Regions from separate parts of the Zea mays genome. Here region 2 is linked to region 1. The links are chromatin contacts, called in public Hi-C maps. All regions are on one chromosome and are shown on one strand. The core of a region is the stretch at or near the end of the contact, and the rest is flanking DNA. Distances in the headings are between cores, read along the strand shown.

Region 1 (7,147 bases), core at 2,674-5,173:
AGGGGGTCCGAAGTCTGACCATTTGTGTGGATACTTTGTTCTATTGCACTGCGGACCGTCCGGGCCTTAGGGCCGGACCGTCCGCAGTCATGACCAGAGAAGGGTGGCTTCGGGCCAGTCCCTGAATTATAGGCGGACGGTCCGGCTGTGATGGGCGGACGGTCCGCAAGTGTCAAACTCGTTTTTGGACAGGGACTGTGTGTTTTTGTAGATCTGTACTACGGACTGTCCGGGGGACCAGTCCGGACAGTACTGTCTCAGGTCTCGGACCGTCCGGGATTTATAGCCGGACGGTCCGCGTGTGTTAACTTCTCTTGATCCGAGGCTCAGGTGTTTCAAGCTGCCAGGTCGCGGACGGTCCGACCTTGAAGGGCGGACTGTCCGGACCCACCTTTTGTGTCAGCTCTGACATGTTTCAAACGGTCATTATAACCGTTATATGTACGGCGGACCGTCCGGCCCTAGGGCGCGGACGGTCCGCGTGTGCGCAGAACTGTTGCCTTTTGCACATAACGGTTGGATTTTGATGGAGGGATATAAATAGAAGGGTAGCTCGTGTGAGAGAACTCTCTTGGCCATTCCTTGCACACATTGAGCTCATTTGTGATCCTCCAACTCACTCTCTCACACTCTTTGCTTGAGATTGCATTCTAGTGAGAGATTGAGGGTTCCTAGTGCATTTGCATCATTTGGTAATTCTTGAGGCACTAGGTGGTACACCGAGCAAGCGTCATTGGCTTGTTACTCTTGGAGGTTGCCGCCTCCTAGACGGCTCGGGTGATTGTCTCCGTCAAGCTCTCCAAGAAGATTGTGGAGAAGCCGCGGTGTTGATTGTGAGGGGTTCGCGCCTACCTCGCCGGAGCGGCAAAGGTGACATTAGTGGAATCGAGGTATTGAGTGATTTCTTGTCCACTTGGCTCAAAGATCAAGTCGTGTCTTGATAGAGGAGCAAGTGAGAGCTTGAATTCCACCTCAACGTGGATTAGGGGTGATCGGCAAATCACCGATACCACGGGATAAATTTCGGTGTCTATACCTTCTCGCATTACTTATTGCCTTGCAATTGATTAGTGATTTGCTTATTGTTCTTCAAGTATTCAATCTCCATAGTTGTTTTTCATACATTGTTTACTTATTGTCACTAAATAAATTTATTCCTCTTGTTGTATTGACTAAATTTATTTAGTATTTTTGATTTTAGTCAAAACCGTCTATTCACCCCCCTCTAGCCGGTGTCCTAGATCCTACAGCAGGGACCTGATCAGTCACTCTGCCTCGCGGATTTGCTTCGTAGGGACCTGGTTGGTCGCTCTACCCCGTGGACTTACTCGTCAGGGACCTGATCGGTCGCTCCGCCTTGCAGACTTGCTCGACGGGGACCTGATCGGTTGCTCCGCCTCGTGGACTGGCTCGGCAGGACCTAGTTGGTCGTCCTGCCATGCAGACTTTGGTGGACAAGAAGGTTTTATATGCCTTATTTTAGGTATCATGTTCATGCACCCGACAATTATGGATGCTACGAGTGAAGCAAAGTAAGAGGTTAATGAATAATCACCAAGAATTTTGCAAAAAAGGCCAAAAAATGGTAAATGCCTAACAAATGTGTGACTGATCCATATGCATACAAACAATAATGAAGTGATGGATATATAGTCTTCAAAATGCTGTTGCAAACGACACGCTGTTCAATAATACATCTGCAAGCCATGCATGAAATTTCTCCAAACACAGAAAAGTGTAAATATAAGAGGGACAAAGAGAGAGCAGACCTGTCAGATCAACGTTCTATTTAAGGGACCGATGATGATTGAACTGGTCAGCATCATCACCCCAAACAGAAGCATTCATTTGCACGAGATGCAAAGAAACTACTAATATTGATCGAGCTGGCACCGTGATACCCAAGCCAAGAGCCAAATCTACACTCAAGGCTAGTTTAGAAGTCTCAAAACTGGAGGAGGTTGGAGAGGCTAGAATCACCTTCTTATTCAAAATTGAATAACCTTCAAGGAAATAACCTAATACCGGTGTATTTATTGAGTATCTAAAAACAATAGTCTTAACCATGCACTGATGACTAATGGGTACTATTACCACTTTTTTATTTATAGCTGGATACAACGACGGATCGACGTTATGGCGAGTGAGGCACATGCCCCCACTCAAATTTCTGATTACAGTGGACTTTCTATCTTAATTACTGTAGTTATGAAAGGTTATTTGCTAATAAGCCTCTATTTAGGCCTCAACTCAATAGTTGGGCCCCCACTCGGATTTTGGGCTAGGTCCGTCCCTGACTGGATAGTTTAACTTTATACTAGCAAACAATGAATGAAAAAGATCGGAGGAAATACATTTTAACTTTTGTGCCATTGCAAAAGGTATATCCAATGATTTATAGCTTAGAGGTAGGGATCACGTTTTTAAGCCATTGAGTAGTGCAATAGGCAAGAGGCTAGCAGATACTCAAGAGATAGTCACACATATTCCACGATACGTCTCCCTCACAACAAGATGTTCATGACTAATTAACGCAGTTTCTATCTCCTCCATGTTCATTTAGCTTAGAGGTTGTGCTAGCTTTTACTGTTGGAGATGGCCCGTTTGTTACCCTCTAAATTATATAATAGACCTGTTTGGATCCACAACATTAAAACAATGTGACTAAAATTTAGTAAGTTTAGAAGCTAAACTTTCAAACACAAAGAGCTAAAAATGACTAAAATATTTTAGTTCCTTTAACTTTCAAGGAGGTGCTAAAACTAACTAAAGTCTCTACTTTTACTGCTCTACCCCTCTCCACTTCCGGACTTCCCCCTCACGCAACCCACTCCGAGGCCAGGAGTGGAACCAAAATAAAATATGACTGATGGCATATTTGTAAGGACAAACACCAAAAATAACAAAGCGGGGACATCTAAATTAGATTAAGCAGGGGACTTTATGGTGACAATCTAGACTCTAATACTAAGAACAAATAAATGAGCAGGAGCATGTGCCCTCACTCGGGCCTACTTGGGTCCGCCCCTGTCCCAGGCCCTCGACGACTGTGCAGCAAGGGGTGGTGTTGGGTTGTTGGCTACGCCATGGCATTAGTGAACAACATTTAATGTTATTAATGATTGTTTAGTCACTTGTTCCAAACAAGTGGTGACTAAAATTTTCACTTTGTTTTAGTTTTGTAAATCCAAACAAGTACATAATCTAGCTTAAATAAGTTGAGAGATAAATAAGCAACACATGTGTTTCCCTTCTAGATTATATAAGTTGAATTATGGTGGAATGGTAGGATAGTAAAATATCACTTTGAGATCACAAATAAGCTAAAATAAGCTATCTAATACTAACTTATTTTAGTCTATTTGTCGTCCTAAAGTGATATTCTACCCTTCCACCACAGTCCAATTTAAATAATCTAGGATGAAAACAAACACACCCTTATTAGGTGGATTATGTAATCTAGATATCTAGATTATAATAATCTATAAGCAGGTCAATATGTTCTTATATATTTAATAAGTTAAATTATATAATCCTGAAAGTAAATAAACATGGCCTAAGATAAATCATGTATGTTTTTCTACGTGATTGCATTGCAACATTGGTTGCCTTATTGAAGATCTATCCTAGACCTTGTATATTCATATAAGTTGACTTGTTATTGTGTTGGTCTTTGTTTGATGGCTAATGGATGAGCGAGATCGATTGTTTGATGTGGGAAATCAGATGTCTATTTTGCACTTGATAATTTGAAATAGAAAGAGTACGCCGGCCGGAAGTATCGATCGAAAAGAGCCCAAAACCACCCGGCCACCTGCGCTTGGTCTCGGGCCTCGTTAATTCCCCAAATCACCTCCATCTTCCAAGCCCGCGCCGCTTGGGCCTGGTCCGCAGAGTCCACCTCCATGCTCTCCACTGTCGCCTGCGAGACGCCCACCTAGCAGCGACGCCACTGGGGCCGCCCGCTCCATCGCGTCGACGTCGAGGACGCCGCGCCGCCAATCACCGCCCCGCTCCCTCCTCTCCACCGCTTACAATCCCCAGAAGGCGGTCGCCGGTCTCCCCCTCGCGCCCTACCCGCCTCCATCGCCTGCTAGCGCGCCAGGCCGGACTCTTAAACCCTAGCGAGGCTCGGCCAATCCCCGCGTCAGGATGCCGTCAGCGTCGGGTCCGGTGGCCGTGGCGTCGGCGCCGGCGCCGGTGAAGTCCGCACCGTCCCTGGCCGTCGGGATCTCGCCGGACTTGTACCCAACGGAGGACGACCTGCCGTACGAGGAGGAGATCCTGCGGGAGCCCTTCAAGCTCAAGGGGTGGTGGCGCTACCTCGTGGCCCGCGCGACCGCGCCGTTTGCCAAGCGCGCCGTCATCTACGAGCGCGCGCTCAAGGCGCTCCCGGGAAGCTACAAGCTCTGGCACGCCTACCTCCGCGACCGCCTCGACCACGCGCGCCCGCACCCCATCGACCACCCGGCCTACTCCTCCCTCAACAACACATTCGAGCGGGCGCTGGCCACCATGCACAAGATGCCGCGCGTCTGGGTCCTCTACCTCACCTCGCTGCTCGACCAGCGCCTGCTCACGCGCGCGCGCCGCGCCTTCGACCGCGCGCTCCGGGCGCTCCCCGTCACGCAGCATGACCGCATCTGGCCGCTGTACCTTCGCCTCGCTTCGCTTCCGGCCTGCCCCGTCGAGACGTCGCTCCGAGTCTTCCGCCGATACCTCCAATTTGACCCCTCCCACGCTGAGGACTTCATCAATTTCCTCATATCAGCCAACCACTGGCAGGAGGCCGCCAACCGTCTAGCTTCTGTGCTCAACGACGACGGGTTCCGCTCAGTTAAGGGGAAAACGAGGCACCAGCTCTGGCTTGAGCTCTGTGAGATCCTCACCAAGCACGCTGATGAGGTTGCTGGCCTCAAGGTGGACGCCATCTTGCGTGGTGGGATACGCAAGTTCACTGATGAGGTCGGCAAGCTGTGGACCTCACTGGCTGATTACTATGTCAGGAGAGGCCTTTTTGAAAAAGCTAGGGATGTGTTTGAGGAGGGTGTTTCTTCAGTGGTTACCGTCAAGGAGTTCAGTGTGGTGTTTGAGGCATATACACAGTTTGAGCAGAGTATGCTTGCGGCAAAGCTTGAGGCTGCTGAGGAAGAAGGGGCTGAGGATGAGAACGAGGGAGGGGGCAGGAAGAGTGGGATGGATAAGTTATCGAAGAAATTCCTCAATGAATTCTGGTTGAACGATGAGGATGATACTGATTTGAGGATGGCAAGGTTTGAGCGGCTGTTGGATCGCAGACCAGAGCTTCTTAGCAGTGTGCTGCTGCGACAGAATCCACACAATGTGGAGGAATGGCACAGGTGTGATCTGCTATAACACCTGAACTTTATTGGTTGTGCTGTCTAGGCAGATTTATCACCTGGATGTGTGCAGATTGAGCTAGCAATTGTGTATCACAGTCAACTGTTAATGTTTCTGAGGGATTGTTCAGTTTCTGGCACCCTTTGAATGCATGCCCCCACCCCCCACCCGACCCACCCAATAATTTTCATTAAGATGTTTGTCAGAATTTTAGACAAGCTAGGATATCAATCTTCTGGATTGTAGGTTACTACTTGATACATCAATCTTAATTGGAAAATTCGTGATGAACCAATCAACCCATTCCACAGAATTACAAGCACGCAAAACTTGCAACATTGTGCTCCCTCTTTTCAAAACTAAGTATGCTGTAAAATCAACTCCCTCAGTTCCCAACTTATAGTTCACTTTAGCTTTGCCCGAAGTCAATTTGGTTCAGTTCAATTCTCCATGAAATGTCTTGATAGTGCATTTATCCCCTCAGTTCCCAAATTATAGTTCAATTTAGCTTGAACCAAATTCAATTTGGTTCAGTTCAATTCTCCATGAAATATGTCTTGATAGTGCATCTATTTGGAATTGTAGTACTTACTTTGTCAAATTTAGAGAATTTTGATTTAATACAAAACTAAAGTGGACAATAATTTCGAACAAAGAGTGCTATTGTATGAGTTAATTGGGTATTTTAAGGCATGGACATGTGGTTGTAAGTGTCACAGTTTCTCTATAGCTGGGAAAATTACTGATTCTTTAGTGATTGCAAGTGGCTCAGATCTCCTTTAAATAATTATGTCGTGAGATGTAAACATGTAGTGTGCTACTAATTCACATTACCATTTCCTTTTGTTCTGGTTTGATGGATTGGCTAACAATGCAACAATATGTCAATATGTGCAGGAGGGTGAAACTCTTTGAAAAGGATCCTGCAAGGCAAGTAGCGACATATGTTGAGGCCGTGAAAACTGTAGACCCAATGAAGGCAGTTGGGAAACCACATACTCTGTGGGTGGCATTTGCAAAGATGTATGAGAAACACAGTCGTCTAGATAGTGCTGAAGATATCTTCAAACGGGCTACTCAAGTTAATTATAAGGCAGTTGACCATTTAGCTAGTATCTGGTGTGAGTGGGCAGAGATGGAGTTGCGCCACAACAATTTTGACAAGGCTATTGAACTGATGAGGCAAGCAACATCAGAACCCTCTGTTGAGGTTAAGAGGCGGGGTATAATTTATGCTGTTAGATCTGTGTTATTTCTAAATTTTCCTGTATTTTACAGAACATTCATGCTAACAATATGATTGATGCAGCTGCTGCTGAGGGGGATGAGCCTGTCCAAATGAAAGTGCACAAATCTTTGAAACTGTGGAGCTTTTATGTTGATCTGGAGGAGAGCCTCGGAACCTTAGACTCTACCCGTGCGGTTTATGAGAGAATATTGGATTTACGAATTGCCACTCCACAGATAATTCTCAATTATGCATATCTCCTCGAGGTAATATCTTTCTCCAAATTCAGCATGTTTTACGTTTCAAATAGGATCTTTTAATGTATCTTTTAATATTCTGTCTGCTACTGTTCTCTCACAACAGGAGCACAAGTATTTCGAAGATGCATTTAAAGTGTATGAAAGGGGCGTGAAAATATTCAAGTATCCCCACGTTAAGGCCATCTGGGTGACCTACCTTACAAAGTTTGTACATAGATACAAGCGAAGCAAGTTAGAGCGAGCAAGAGAGCTTTTCCATGAAGCTGTCCAACAGGTATGTAAAATTTCACCCATGCTT
Region 2 (7,147 bases), core at 2,331-4,830, 210 kb before region 1:
ACAGATTTCAAACACCTAACTCGAATTAGGGGATCATTCAAGCCAAACGCCCAAACCATACATAGCTCAGCATTGAAGACACATGCAGGTAGACATACACATCCACAATAATATTATGTAGCATACACGGTACAACCCTCGAGTTTGTTTCTACTTTGGAAAGTTTATCTAGTCCATCAAAATTCACCAGCTGCTTGAGTGCATCAAATAAATGATGGTTTAAAGAAACCAGGAAGGCTACATTTCCTTACACAGAAAGGAGCTCCATCAGTTTGTATTATTTCGGTAGGAAGAAATCAGGAAACTAGTACAGGGGCAACATGGCTGACACATTATGCAGAAGCCGCCAACAGCTCCCTTTCAGCTCGCTCGCGGATCCTCCGCTCCAACTCTGGCCTGAAGTGCCTGATAAGCCCCTGCACAGGCCATGCCGCAGCATCCCCAAGCGCACAGATAGTATGCCCTTCGATTTGCTTCGTGACCTCATGAAGCATGTCAATTTCCTCCAGCTTCGCGTCACCAACCTTGAGCCTCTCCATGATCATCCAGAGCCAGGGTGTCCCCTCTCGGCAAGGCGTGCACTGCCCACAACTCTCATGCTTGTAGAAGTAGGACAGCCTAGCAATCGCGTCAACGACATCCGTAGATTTGTCCATCACGATAACAGCTGCGGTACCCAATCCAGATTGCACAGCCTTCAGTGCATCATAGTCCATCAACACATCATCACATATGTGCTTTGGCAAAAGGGGAACAGATGAACCGCCAGGAATTACCGCAAGCAGGTTGTCCCATCCCCCTCTCACACCTCCACAGTGCCTCTCGAGCAACTCCTTCAGAGGTATGCTCATTTCCTCTTCCACGGTGCAAGGTTTGTTCACATGCCCTGAGATGCAATAGAGCTTGGTTCCAGAGTTGTTCTTGCGCCCAAAGCTTGCAAACCATTCTGGACCGCGCCTAAGAATTGTTGGGGATACAGCCACAGTTTCTACATTAGTCACAGTTGTGGGGCAGCCGTAGAGCCCAGCATTGGCTGGGAAAGGTGGCTTCAGCCTAGGTTTGCCCTGCTTCCCTTCAAGGCTCTCTAGTAGGGCGGTCTCTTCACCACAGATGTACGCACCAGCACCAAAATGAATATGCACATCAAAATCATAACCAGAGCCACAAGCATTCTTACCCAGAAGTCCAGCTGCATACGCTTCCTGCCGAGCTTTCTCAAGGTTGAGACGCTCATTCACGTATTCACCTCTAATGTAGATGTAAGCAGCTGATGCCCTCATTCCAACTCCAGCAATAAGGCATCCTTCCAGAAGCTTGTGGGGGTCATGGCGCATGATTTCTCTATCTTTGCAAGTTCCAGGCTCACTCTCATCAGCATTAACGACAAGATAAGAAGGGCGTCCATCTGAAACCTTGGGCATAAAGGACCATTTGAGACCAGAAGGAAAACCTGCACCTCCACGACCCCGAAGACCTGATTTCTTCATTTCATTAACTATCCAGTCTGCCCCCTTGATCACCAAATCCTTGGTCCTATACCAGTCACCTCTCTTCATCGCGCCTTTCAGAAAAGGGTCATGCAGACCATAGAGGTTGGTGAAAATGCGATCCTCGTCTTTGAGGCCACCAAAGTGAGTCTTCTCTGGAGGGGGTGGGGGAGGCGGAGGTTGTGGTGTGCTTGACGTAGTGGCGGCCTGGGTGCTAAGTGATCTACTAGCAGGACAAAGGCCAGCACCATTGAGAGAACGAGCAGGCTGTGCCCTTGATAAAGAATGAATGTACTCAATTGCAGCCTGAAAGAAAGTTAAAAGTGAGGGGCATGCCAACGAATCATAGTAGTCTGGGAAATAACATATTGTTAGGAAAAAGTGCTTTTACACTATTCATAAATTGATATATTCATAGTTAGTTTACTGCAGTGACTATCAGAAATTCAGAAGCAAAAGGTGGAAAGATTCATTCCCAAGTGAGTAAAGCGGTACTAACATTTCAATTTTCATCGATAGGATTCAAATACCATGATCAACATATGGCAATGAATTTATATGGACTCTGTTGCCTCCAGTATATCAAGTAGCACAGAGTAAATTGATAAAGAAAAAAAGGAAAAAGAAGAGACAGTGACTAGATAAGAACTAGGACATCACAGCCAATTTTTTTACAGTTTTCTACAAGATCTGGCTGTAGCAGAAAAATTACTGAATGACACGAAGATAAGGATTGTACATGAATCAGGAGAAAACAGTAAAATTAATGATATGGTTTCAGGATCTCAGATCAGTTCATATTTCCATACAAGAAATGAATGTGCAAGTCACAGCATATCTGAAAAAATCCATATGCTTAAAGCTTTCATATCAGTCTACCAGATGACAAACTAACAACAAAGGCCTGACAACCAATTCAACAATATTTAAAATCTAGTCCACAAATACAAAACTCTGCTCAGCCAGTAGCAAGTAAGCAATTCAGATTATCCTACTAGTCACATAAGAGTGATAAGAGGAAACCTTCATTATCTGCTACATGACTATTTGAGACATAGCCCAGAGTTATGAATGAAATACCAAGAATAAAATAGGTGGAGTATTTAAGATGGTGAAAGTTATTTGCTGCAAAAATCCAGTGGCCTATCCAAGGATGCAGAAACACCATGTTCAAATTCACCTAAACACCATGTTCAAATTCCGAAAGGTCTACACACAAAAAAAAAAATTATACGAAGTCCCTTTTGTTCCCTATTACTGAATACCTGACCACGTTTACCGAATCAAACAAAAAGTAGCAATTAACAATGGAATGCACCCACAGGACATAAGCATAGCTAGAAGAACAAAGTTTGTCCCTCGTTTGGATTTTGGATCAAGAGCAGCATTAGTATAGATTTTCTTCAATGATGCTGTCCACAAGAATAGCATGTTCAGGTTCAGACTCTCAGTTCACAATTGAACCTCGCATGTTCCAGTGGAAACAACTCTTACAACAGGTACATATTAATCATGCAGAAAGAGTGGAGGGGTGCACTGTTGCACTCCAAGCGCATCTCCCCTCGAAAGTCGAAACCCTGCCCCTGTCTCAGTTTTTCACCCATTTCCAAACATTGTCAATCTAACATGCCGTCGCGCCGGAAGAGATTAAATTCCATCACCACGCGAAATACAGCAACAGGCCAACAACTGAAACCCGCCCCTACCCCTACCCTCCGCGGCTCGAACCCACATGCCTCCCAGAGTGCGGCTACGACGCCAGCTGGCTAGGCCCAACTCGCGCGCGGGATTCCGAATCTCCCGGCTACTGGATCCAACCGAACAAAATGTCAAGGATACGGAGAAGGGGGGGGGGGGGGGGGGGTGTCGGACCTTGCGTTCGAAAGAGATCTCTGCCGATCTGAGGAGCGCCCGTCGCAGCGCCATCGCCGCCCCCCGGCTCTGCCGGTTTGGTCGGATTGGGGGAGATCGGGGAGGGGAAGGAACAGAGGACGTGGAGAGAGCAGCGGCTGCGTGGGGGAGCTCCTCGCCAGAAGAGGATGCGCGGACGGAGGCCAGCCGCCTGCCTGCCTGCACACGCACGCACGCAGACGCGAAAGCGATACCACGCCGCGTTATTGGGCCTGGACCGAGGAGCAGATCGGCGTTCATTTTATTTGGGGGGAATAAAGGATCTAGGCGGTTCAAAAGCTAATGGTCTAATTTTGTGAAATCTCTATCTCGGTCTCTTGTTTACTTCTCTAAAACACAATCTTCCACCGGAAATAGATAAGACTTATCACAAACGACTCGCAGTAGTCACCTAATCTCACGCTAAATTCACATCCGTGATTAAGGGCATGTTTGTTTACCCCTATGGATTATATAATCTGAATTATTTTTGGAGGATTATATAATCTGGATTATATAATCTGAGTAGTTCTGTTTGTTTACCCAGATTATTTGAGTTGTTAATAAGATTCTTTTGTACGAGAAAGACAAGAATGCCCTCTATATTTGTACTAGGTTGAAACTCATATATGAGATGAACAATGTAACAAACGTTTCTGAGTATTCATAATTTATTACATAAATAATTTGAAAAAAAAATCAATTGACATTGGCAAATATTGCATTAGCAATATTATCACGGAAGGCATTCATGTCACCTTCTTCATCCCCAAATTGACTAGTACTAGGCTGAGATGATGGCATTGACATATAATCTTCATCTTCATCACAACGGTCAAATTCTTTATCTGCCAAAGAACTGTCACGAATAAAATTATGAAGAGCCATACATGCATGTATTATTTTGGATTGTTTGGCCATAGGATAACTGGGTAGGTGTAACAGAATTCAGTCCATATGATGAAATCAACAAGTCATGCAACTTTTCAATAAGAGGTCTACTCATCCGAAACATATCATAGCAATTGTTTGGATTACTAATTGTTGTCATCACCCAATCATAGCCAGTTGAACTAGGTTTTCTTCTCACTGACTTGTTAAGAAAAGTTTCACCATAATACGTACCAAATGCATCGAGCATAGATCCAACTCTTTTCAACATTTGGCCTCGATCTCGCGCAGCTACAAAAGCCTCGTCCTCCTCCTCATCCTCATTCACATCTACATCAAGCTACAAATCAAGCTACAAACAACATTTGGCTTGCGCTTGCGTGTGGACCACGCGATGTGGTGGTCGCAGAACAGGTACCCCGGCACGGCCGCCTTCTTGCAGCGCCACCGCTTCCCGTCGTTCCGGCTGCACATGGCGGGGGGCGGGATCGCGCGGAGGGTGGGGGCTGGGCGGCGTGTTTCTGTTGGGCGGCGGGCTCGCAAAAACGATTCGGTGGATTATAATGGCAATGGTGGGTAATTTCTAGGAAACTTGAAAGGGTAGTGGGGGAAGTGGGGAAAAATAATCTGAAATAAGCACCTCCTCACTTGCTTATGGATTATCATAATCCAAGGGGTTAGATTATATAATCTCGACAAATAAGCTGGACTGTTTGTTTGCCTCTTAGGATTATTTAATCCAGATTATATAATCTGGGGGGTAAACAAACAGGCCCTAAAGATGACAATGGCTCCTATCCCGATTCCCCGTGGGAAATTCCTCCATTGGGATTGTTCGGTTATTCTTATTACACATGAATTAGAGCGGATCAGGAAAAATTAAAAATAATAGCTTATCCATTTTCATCTTAACCCATGTGGATTGGAGGGTATTGGATGAGTTTAAATCTCAAACAAATCAAAAAATTTCTTATTTTTTTCCAATCCCAAACTCTATTGCATGTTGTTCATCGAGTCATGATGGGGCATGGACATGCTCTTGGATGTGACTACAAAGTTCACATAATTCTGAGTTCATGTCATCAAAGCGATCATCAGTAGCCTCCAACGTCTCCCTAAACTATGCATCCACTTGAGTCTGCATAGACTGAAAACGACCACCCATATGATGTTGTAGAGCCTGGAATTGACCATCTAGTGGGTCTAGAACCCATGCTGCAACTGCTGGAAGTAGGGATCAAATGAACCTGAAGATGGCTACCAGTATTGTCCATGCTGAGGTGGAGGTTGTGGCATCTTGTAACACCCCGTCTAATCCCTGGACCGGCGGTACTTACTCCTGGCAGCTCTCTAGGATCATATATTGTCCCCACAGACCAACACGAGTCTTTTGTGCGCACTTTGTCCTCACTCATGCGCACCCGAGAAAACTTCTCGGTCGGTCACCGATCCCAAATTGCTCCAAGCCAAGCACGCTTAACTTGGAGGTTCTTTCGAGATAGGCTTCCGAAAAAGAAGATGCACCTTATTGGTATGAATACTCTATTAATTCTATTAAACCTTGGGCCAGGATATCTCATCCCAGGGGCCAGGATATCACAATCCACCCCCTTAGAAGACTGATGTCCTCGTCGGTAAACCCCAATCCAGGACCTCCCCCTCTTAGCCACGTCTGTGTGTCTAGTGTCGTCCTATGCCATGCCATGTGACCACTCCGGGCCCACATGCGTCGTGCGCCATATACCCGAACCCCCTAGCCCACACACACCCGTGAAACCTCAAGGGTCGGCTTTGATACCACTTGTAACATCTCGTCCAATCCCTGGAGCGGCGGTACTTATTCCTGACAGCTCTCTAAGATCATATATTATCCTCATAGACCAATACGAGTCTTTTGTGCGCACTTTGTCCTCACTCATGTGCACCCGAGAAAACTTCCCGGTCGGTCACCCATCCCAAATTGCTCCAAGACAAGCACGCTTAACTTGGAGGTTCTTTCGAGATAAGCTTCCGAAAAAAGAAGACGCACCTTATTGGTATGAATACTCTATTAATTCTATTAAGCCTTGGGCCAGGATATCCCATCCCAGGGGCCAGGATATCACACATCTGCTGAGCTTCCTCATGAATAGGAGCATCATGCTCATCATCACTTGCTGCCTCTCCATCATTTGATAATGGAGTTAGAGGTCTGATTAGGAAAGCAGTCTCATTCTTGAAAGGTTTAAACTAAGTGTGATCCACCTCACATCTGCCCTCAAACCTTATCTTTGCCTTGATCAAGGCCATGATATAAGGTTCTTAGGTCAAATTTTGGTTCTTGTCCATATTGAGGTGATTGGGTTGTCCCGGCATAAAGGTGGCCACATTCATTACCTCACCATTCATCACATGGTGAATAATGTTTAAAACTTATCTCTAATCTTGTTTTTTCCGCACTCTTGGGAAGGAGGTGACTCTAGCAATCTTGTTGATCATTGAAGATGGTGTCTGAGTCCTCATGTTTCACCAATTCTTCTATCAATCCCTAACCTTGCAGGCTCATAACATTGCACATGTTCCTCAAGGTTATCCTTAGTATAAAGGTCAATGCAAGCTGATATCAAATCATAGTTCAAACTATTTGCGGCAGCAAATTCAGCAAAAGTCCCATCACACCTCTTAAAGCCTGTCATCTAGATATAGTTTTATCCTCAATATCTATCTCAACAATTGCAAGGAAATGTCTGATTACCATCTCATTATAATCTGTCTTGAGACCCATAAAGTCATACAACCAACATACTTGGAACTTCGGAATCAAACCCTCCATCGATGTCTCATTTTGAATGTACTCCCAATCAATCACATGGTGCTTGTAAAAGTTTGTATCCATTAAA

Evidence for each region. Hi-C and Micro-C count contacts between places; a contact is called where the count stands out from the background.
Region 2: a contact with region 1 is called in a Hi-C map of leaf, with 7 times the contacts expected there. The contact joins the promoter of LOC100273176 here to the promoter of LOC100217127 in region 1. A contact is called at or near these places in 2 of 25 Hi-C or Micro-C datasets (endosperm and leaf).

Annotation. Positions count from the first base shown.
Region 1 is chr7:179,121,519-179,128,665 of Zm-B73-REFERENCE-NAM-5.0, reverse strand. It overlaps LOC100217127 (Tetratricopeptide repeat (TPR)-like superfamily protein), which reads left to right and starts at 3,923. Exons shown (of 7, transcript NM_001350710.1): 1 at 3,923-5,360; 2 at 6,259-6,584; 3 at 6,671-6,855; 4 at 6,953-7,123. The coding sequence starts at 4,153.
Region 2 is chr7:179,328,010-179,335,156 of Zm-B73-REFERENCE-NAM-5.0, reverse strand. It overlaps LOC100273176, which reads right to left and starts at 3,580. Exons shown (of 2, transcript NM_001147621.1): 1 at 3,360-3,580; 2 at 91-1,793. The coding sequence starts at 3,413. The coding sequence ends at 333.